Regions from separate parts of the Mus musculus genome. Here all the other regions are linked to region 3. A link is a contact called in public HiChIP or PLAC-seq and promoter capture Hi-C data. All regions are on one chromosome and are shown on one strand. Each heading gives the region's core, a stretch centred on a gene start, on an enhancer-like site or on the middle of the called end of the contact. The rest is flanking DNA. Distances are from core to core; before and after follow the strand shown.

The links. Promoter capture Hi-C pulls out the DNA fragments that hold promoters and counts their contacts. HiChIP or PLAC-seq counts read pairs in DNA pulled down with a chosen protein or histone mark.
Region 1: a contact with region 3 is called in a promoter capture Hi-C map of pre-B cells, with 6 times the contacts expected there. The contact joins the promoter of Mpp5 here to the promoter of Syne2 in region 3. A contact is called at or near these places in 1 of 39 promoter capture datasets (pre-B cells) and 1 of 115 datasets of contacts at active chromatin or transcription factors (astrocytes).
Region 2: an H3K27ac HiChIP or PLAC-seq map of embryonic stem cells shows a contact between it and region 3, with 4 times the contacts expected there. The contact joins the promoter of Six4 here to the promoter of Syne2 in region 3. A contact is called at or near these places in 1 of 39 promoter capture datasets (cranial neural crest) and 1 of 115 datasets of contacts at active chromatin or transcription factors (embryonic stem cells).

Annotation. Positions count from the first base shown.
Region 1 is chr12:78,747,545-78,750,244 of GRCm38.p6, reverse strand. Mpp5 (membrane protein, palmitoylated 5 (MAGUK p55 subfamily member 5)) reads right to left here and starts at 1,298. Exons shown (of 15, transcript NM_019579.3): 1 at 1,139-1,298.
Region 2 is chr12:73,111,923-73,114,622 of GRCm38.p6, reverse strand. It overlaps Six4 (sine oculis-related homeobox 4), which reads left to right and starts at 1,378. Exons shown (of 3, transcript NM_011382.3): 1 at 1,378-2,280. The coding sequence starts at 1,439. It also overlaps a transcript of Mnat1 not described here.
Region 3 is chr12:75,816,911-75,819,610 of GRCm38.p6, reverse strand. Syne2 (spectrin repeat containing, nuclear envelope 2) reads right to left here and starts at 1,293. Exons shown (of 116, transcript NM_001005510.2): 1 at 1,133-1,293. Gm40447 (collagen alpha-1(II) chain-like) reads left to right here. Exons shown (of 7, transcript XM_011244246.1): 1 at 1-114; 2 at 260-1,702. The coding sequence ends at 1,528.

The sequences.
Region 1 (2,700 bases), core at 49-2,548, 2.9 Mb before region 3:
AGCTCTTTAAATTTTAATGTAAGCCTGCTATTACAGTTTAGAATGATCTTTAAAACAAGAAATCGTGTCCACAGAAATACTATAGAAACAGCTCGTCAAGAAAGGATAGTGTTCATTCCCACCAATACCTATACTTCAAAGACACCAGCACACCACATAATTTGTTACTGTTGCAAAAGTTAACAAGTTATTAATTTCTGGCATAATTTAAAAGGATAATTAGAATAGTATCATTAAAACATTACAGTGCCTTATTAAAACCAGAAATACCTTCCACCTTATCCGCTAAATCAAAACTTTAGAATTCTTGCTACACTGGCTTTCAGAATTTAAACTCTTGAAACTCTAAATTAGACACAACACACTAAGTAAAAACCCTCGTAGGTGCTGCATTCATTTTAGAGTAAAGTGTCATGGAAAACTTTTCGGCCGAATCTAAATTCCACACACATTACTGTGTGTCAGTCAGCTGGACAGAAGGAGAGAGCTATCCTTAGTCAGTTACGTAATTTACAATAAGGATCGTTCCGAGCGGCATTCATTGAAAGTAGCTCTACCAAGCATTTACAGGCTTCAAAGTTCACCGGACAATCTCCGTCTAAGTTCTGAGAACGCACTACTCTTTAGCAGTGGTCACAAGGAAGCAGGAACTGTTTATCCGCAGAACGCAATGAGTAGCAGAACACCAGGGGCTGACTCAGGCACCGGAACGCTGGCTGCATTCCGTCTTCCACGGGAAAGTGTTTCCCAGGCTGGTTCCCCGATCCGGCCAGGGGTGGGGTGAGGGAAGAGTCCCAGAGACTCGCGAACTCCGGGCCTGGGCGCAGCGAGACGACTCCCTGCCGTGCCCCCGGCAAGTCCGGCGGGGTGGCCCGCCACCGCGCCAAGGTGCGTCCCCCCCACCCCCACCCCCCGGCCCAGGGAACCAACCGGCATCGCGCGGGGAGCGTCCCTCCGAGGGACAAAGGTTGGGCTGCCACCGCGGCGCCCGGCTCAGCCTGGGGCTCTCCCCAGGGAACCCTGGCGGTGCGGCGGGTCTGGGAGGGGGTGCGAGCCCCGCCGCCCCTCCCCCGCCGCGCTCCCGGGAACCTGTTGATTAAGATCGCCACAGCCCGGGCGCTGCGGGTCCGCCCCTTACCTCCAAGCCCCGGCGGCCGCCGATCCTCTCTCCCTCCCTCGCTCCTCAACGCAGCCCAAGCAACAGCCCTCCGTCTGGCGGCCCTCAAAACACTGGATAAAGAATCCAGAAACTCCCGATTCCTCCCACCTCGGAGTCTCCAGTCCCCGCCCCCTCCTCACCGCCAGCCTCCTCCGTCGCCGCCGTCGCCAGCAACTCCTCCTCGAGGCCGCGCGAGACCGGCCCCCGCGGCTGACGCGAGACCGCGCACGCGCCCCTGGGACGCTGGCGCAGCGGGCGCGCCTATCCCAGGCCGTTCCTGGCGCGGCCCGCCCACGGCCCGGAGAGAGGCTGGAACGGATCGTCCAATCCTGAGCGCGCGTGGGGAGAGGGCCCGCTGATTGGTCCGCTCTTCCCCCCCCCCGCCTCCCGGGGGCTCGGCCGCGCGCACTCACCCGCCTCGAACTGCGAAGCGTTCGTTCTAACCGCTGAGTCGCTTCGCTGCCTCAGCCCACCTCCTCGCCTCTGTGTGGGGTCGCCGTGCTTCCCTGAGACGGACTCGGAAGCCGCTAAGGCTCGACGGGGCCTGGGAAGCGGTCATCTCCTGAGAAAAATCCGATTCCCTTGGAAGAGACCCCTGTTGTCCTGTCAGGCACATCAAAAATGCTAATGCTCAAAACAACCGTGACGCCAACACCTGGTTGTGTATAAAGTTCCACACAATTCCCTGATTCCACAGACGACTCCTTTCTGAAAACCAGGAAGGATGTCAAAGGCCACAGTTGTCACAGAATTCTCCGGAGAGGATTGGGAGTTACTTAGGCTAGTCCCAGCGCGAGTCCATGCTGTCAGGACACACCTATGCCACCATCTGGGAAGGGTGGGCACGGAAAGTGCTATGAAAGTGTGCGCGAGGAACTGGATTTGGAGCAAACAGAAATATGTTCTATGTAGAAACCTCTTCTGCTGGACCTAAATCCATTGCTTCAGCCTGTTGAGTTTTCTCAGGGGCACATGTCGTAGACAACTGTCCCTCTGTGCCTTCGTATATGCAATTAATCATGTCTTTATTTCCTCCCACCGTGGTTTTTAAGCACCATTCCCAATATACCCAGGCTCCTACCTACCTTTTTCCTCTTATGGGTTGTTAGTGTCCCCAAGGAATACTATGCCCTCTGAAGTAAGCACAACTTTTTTTGGGGGGTGGGGGGAGGGCGAAATCCTTCTCTTCCTGGATCATCAAATTCAAATCTTACTGACATTTTATTAAGTACTTAACGTTGTTTATTGGTGTTAGTAAGGCAGAGCCAAGGACAGGACTTTTTTACATACCACTAAAGACCTCTTTCCTTCTGTCAAACATACCTCAGTGGACTTTGAGTACAGACGGACAACTTCCAAATATATGTAACTGAACTGTCTGCTTAGTTCATCTTCACAAAGAAGTGAGAATTTGTGAACTGCAAGTGGACTGTCTCCAGAATTCCTAGACACTGTTAGCCACACACAAAAGGTTAGTGAGTGTTGACATTCCTTTCTACCTTTTTTTTTTTTAATGCATAAGACATTAGGTAACAAGTACT
Region 2 (2,700 bases), core at 129-2,628, 2.7 Mb after region 3:
AAACACTACAAGGCCACCCTGAAGTAAAGGTTAGGGGGAGGACATTTAGCTGTTAAGAGTTTGAGAAGAAGCATATGCAAACAAATTCAACTGGCCCACAGTAGCCAGAGACAGGCTCACCATCCCTCTCTGAGCTAAGACCTCATGCAAACCATGAAGGACAGAATCCCAACTGAAGATAGCCACATTGCACCTCCTCCCTTCAGCCTCAACCCTGGCGGAGCAATCCTAGCAAGGGTTGCTGATTCTGTCCGGATCTCTTCCAATAGACCCGCATATAGAGATGGTGTTCTTCCCAGACCTATCTATCACCTTCAAAGAGAAACTATTTATCCATTCCAGCACCACATCGTGTGTGTGTGTGTGTGTGTGTGTGTGTGTATGTGTGTGTGTGTGTGTGTGTGTGTGTGTGTGTGTAGGGGGGTGCTGATGGTATCCACATTTTGAATGTTTCTACTATGGTAAATAGATTTATGCCCTAGTCCATTATAATTTAGCTCTCTTCTATACTACTTACCCAGTATAAACATCCAGGTTTATTTTCTATATGCTTATTTGTATTAGGTCCATCTCAGGGTTTCTGCCTTTTTTTTTTTTTAATGCTTCTTGCCTTTGTCATCTCGGTGGGCTACACACACTGCTCATTTCAAGGTTTTTCAAGATCTCCCCCTCCGGAATTTTCATTACTACCAATGCTTCTCTATCAGAGCATTCCTTAGTGCTGTTCTTGACTCTTGAATACACATCCTTAATAAAGACATCCCTTAGTTTGGGGGGTGGGGGGAGGAGGTGCTGGGGAGCTTCGGAATTAGTCTCTGAAGTTTTGTTATCTACATACTGAGGGTGGTCTCTTTGTTAAAATTTTAGCTGTCCAGACTTTAAGGTCACGCGATTAGTATTCCCTTGGGAATCACTGGGCCTTTCTTTGAAAGAGCTGTCCAATTTTCAGGCCACACTAAATAACTGCCCATTCAGAAGCTTGGCCAGAAAAGAATGTCGGTGTTTTCCGGCAGGTAAAGGTGCCTGGGGGTCAGGGAGAGAGGGAAAGGCAAGGGGTGGAGTGGGAGGCGGGTGATCGACAGGGATAGAAACGGTGTCTCCTCCTCCCACTGAATGCGAAATAGCCAATGGGGTGGCTCGGCCGGGCCGGCCGGGCGGCCAGTGCCATATAGTATGCAGCAACCGGAGGAGTCACGTTGGGGGAACGGCAGAAAGCAGCTATCCGTTTACACTACTTTGCTCTAGCAGCTATCTTAATGGTGACTGCGTGGCCTGGGGGAAACCTGATCGGCCAGATCCAGCCGAAACCGGGAGGGAGGGAGTGGGCTTTCCGGAGGGGGGAGGGGGAGGGAGGCGAAGAAGGAGGAGTAAGAGAGGGGGAAAGAAAGAGGAAAAGAGTGCGAGGGAGTGAGGGAGGGAGGAAAATAAACAACAAAAAATGTCCTCTTCCTCCCCCACCGGGCAGATTGCAAGTGCGGCGGACATCAAGCAGGAGAATGGGATGGAAAGCGCCTCGGAAGGACAGGAGGCGCACCGAGAAGTGGCGGGGGGCGCGGCGGCTGGGCTGAGCCCCCCGGCTCCAGCTCCTTTCCCCCTGGAGCCGGGGGACGCCGCGGCTGCCTCCAGGGTAAGCCGGGAGGAAGGGGCAGCGGCGGCGGGAGCGGCAGATCAGGTACAACTCCACTCGGAACTTCTGGGCAGGCACCAGCACGCAGCCGCCGCGCAGCCCCCACTGGCCTTCTCGCCGGACCATGTCGCCTGCGTGTGCGAGGCGTTGCAGCAGGGGGGCAACCTGGACCGCCTGGCCCGGTTTCTTTGGTCCCTGCCCCAGAGCGATCTGCTACGTGGCAACGAGAGCCTTCTGAAGGCGCGAGCGCTCGTGGCCTTCCACCAGGGCATCTACCCTGAGTTGTACAGCATCCTCGAGAGCCACAGCTTCGAGTCGGCCAACCATCCGCTGCTGCAGCAGCTCTGGTACAAGGCGCGCTACACCGAGGCCGAGCGAGCGCGCGGCCGGCCGCTGGGCGCCGTGGACAAGTACCGGCTGCGCAGGAAATTCCCCTTGCCCCGCACCATCTGGGACGGCGAGGAGACGGTGTATTGTTTCAAGGAGAAGTCGCGCAACGCGCTCAAGGAGCTCTACAAGCAGAATCGCTACCCCTCGCCGGCTGAGAAGCGGCACCTGGCCAAGATCACCGGCCTCTCCCTCACCCAGGTCAGCAACTGGTTCAAGAACCGGCGGCAGCGTGACCGAAACCCCTCCGAGACCCAGTCCAAAAGGTGAGCGCCAACTTTCCTCCTCCCCCTTCCTCCCCCCACCCTTTCCCAGCTTTCTTTTCCTCCTAGCGCTCGAAAACATGGCGCTTACCTTCCCCACCAGCCTGGTCCGGCTGCCCACCTCTCCCCGCCCCCCACCTCGCTTCCCTACCGGGGTGGTAGGGGGGACGACGGTGGCAACGAGCGGGCGGGGGATCCTCCCTCCTAACCCTCCCCCTCCTGCCCCCAGAAGTTTCTGGTCGCCCTCTTAGGTCCAGTCCCCGCCCCCACCTCGGCTGGTCACTGCTGCCCGGCTTCCCACCCCCATCCTGCTGCCTTTGAAGTTGCCACTCTCGCCTTGGTTCTTTTAGGGAATGTGTGCGCACGCTGCCGGCAAGGCTGCTCTCACGGCAGCTCTGGGCCCGCAGGGGCTGCCGGCGCCGG
Region 3 (2,700 bases), core at 44-2,543:
GGAGCTGCGAGGAGGCCAGGTCTGCTTAACTGTGCCCCCACCCGAACATTCGAGCTCAGCCACAGAATTACCTCCAGCAAGAGCTTTGGGGGATGGAAACTTTTAGGGAAGCAGGTGGAGTTGCTTCAAATAAAACTTTTCAAACATTTGTTAAGTCCCACGGTTACTGAGAGCCTCCCCGGTTTGCCTCGAGCTACTACATGGTGCCTGTGCACAACCGCGCCTGCTGCCACTCCGTCCCGACGCTCCCTTCCACTAGGGGAGGGGAAAACAACTTTCGGAAATAAGGCGCGTCCACAAAGGCAAGTGTTACACTGGACTTCTCCACCTCCATCTCAGGCAGCGGCTCCTGTGGCCAGCAGCCCTGGATGCAATCCACGGGCCCCCTCCCACACTGGGCATCTTTTCAGACCTCAAGAGAGAGACCGTAAGGAGGACCAGGTGCTACCGTCAGACCCTAAAGGCAATTGTACAGACAACAAAGACCGCAAGCGATCAAAATGGAATTATAATCCCCGCGGTCCCAGCGCCCCCTCTCCGCCCGCCGAGACTCAGGGCCGCCGCGCCCGCCTCTTCTCTTCCAACGCAAGGGTCCCGCGTCCTGTCCACAGTGTGCGCCCCGGCTGCAGGTTCTCCGGTCCCCGGGGCTAGCCTCCCGCCGCCCGTGGTTTTGCAATCTCTGCGCCGCGGCTTCAGTGTTCTAACACCCGGTTCGAAATCTTTCCCGCCCAGGCGTGACGCGAGGAATGCAAACAATCAGCCGAGCGCGCCCGCCTGGACCGGGATAGGGGGACAGTGGGGAGTCCCGGGGCCGAGCTGGGTGCACCCGCGGGCCGGGCCCGGAGGTGACACAAAGAAGCCCGGGACACCAACGCCAATCGCTGGCGCTCGCCGCGATCCCCAGGGTGCCCCGCCCGCCGCTAAGTTTACAGCGCCCCGCGCGCCCCGCTGTCCCCTCCCGGGTGAAGTTTCCCACGGCCCAGCTGGGAGCCGGGCATCCAGAGACTCCCGTGGGCCCCCCGGGCTCCCCGCTGGGCTCTGGGGACTCCGCAGGGCTCGTGCCCGCCTCTTCCCCGCCCTCCCGCTCTCGCAGGGCGCTTTAGGGCGCGGAGCCCCCCGCGGCTGCGCTCACCGTTGTCTGCCCGGCCGGGAGGCGAGGGCCGGAGTTCGACCCGACCTACTCCGCGCCCCCCTCGCCTCGCTGCCTCGATGGCGCCCCTCGATCGCTCTCCCGCTCGCTCTTCCGTGCGGCCGAAGGCTTGCGGCGCAGCCGAGCGCGCTCCGCTCTGGACTGGAGGCTACAGACCACGCCCCGCGCCCTCCCGGCCCGCCCAGTCCCGCGCTCGCCGCCGCCCGGAGCAGCGCACTGGGGGCGGAGCCGCCTCCCTGCGGCCACCGCAACTTTCCCTCCGCCTTACAGACCCTTGCAGGTGGCGGGAGTGAGGAACTAACTCCGAACGCAGGTTCACGAGCCTCCGCCTCCGTGCCTACCCGCAGCTGGAGACAAAGGGGAGGCCGACTCTCCTAGAACACTTTTCAGGCGGGTTTCACTTCTTCACGGTGGGTGGATGCCTAGATCTACAAATCAGCGAGCCGACCGCGATCCGGTCCTTGAACCCAGGTGGAGCCTTAGAGAAACATGGACTTTTCATCGGCTTCTTAAGAGTGTCAGGAAGCCCAGACCTCGACCTCACCTACGGAGGTAAGATAAGGAGGTGCTTATTTAACAATGCAGATAAGTGACACCCCCCACCCTATTTCCCTGTCCCCCCCCCCCCCGCCCCGCGCGTGCCAGCCTGCAGGATGGGCTGAGGAGAGCCGCCTCAAACAACGACATTCAGGAGAAAGTGGGTCCCTGGGAATCTGTCCTGTAGGTGTCAGTTGGATTTTCCAGCAAATTACTCAATCCTGTGAACTCAGGATGACATCACCTGACTCCCACTCGCGTTTCGAGTCGCTGTTATAGTATTAAGACTCTTGAAGTCAGACACCAACGCATCACTTCACTGTTAAATCACAAAGAGGCAGTGGCCTGAGTTTCTATCGCAATCAAATTTAACTTCATGCAAGTCCCGCCTCATGCATATTGTGTAGCTGCAGAATCTTATCTGGATTGCTTAGTGCGCTACTGATGGCCCAAATTAAATGGTAAGGGTCGAAGATTAAAAGTTTGACGACAGTGGGTTCAGCTAATCCATGTTTCCGGGAAACGTAGGTTTTAATTCTATCCACACTCTCCTCTCTGCGAGTATTGAGGTGACACAAGTAAACTGTGAAAATACATGCTTTATTGTCTTTTTTCGCCGTACTATATCTGCATGGCATTTCTTGTATTCTAGGTTCACTCTGACCTTCCAAGTTCTTAGACTATTTGCTATGCATCCCGTAATGGCTTGGTGGGCGGAGCTCGAGGTGTGGTTCAGTGGGTAGCCTGCTTGCCTAGCTTTGATCCTCAGCACTTCATATAAACATGAAGTGATGGTGCCCACTTGTAATCCAACACTCAGGAGGTGGGGACAGGAGGATTGGGAAATCAAGGCTTGCCTCAGCCACATAGCAAGTCTGAGACCACGATGGGGTACAAAAGACTTTCTCAAAAAATATTTTTTCAAATATATATATTTCAAAATAAATATATAGAATTATATTATTTATCACATATTATATATGAATTATATGCTGTAGAATATATATATGTAT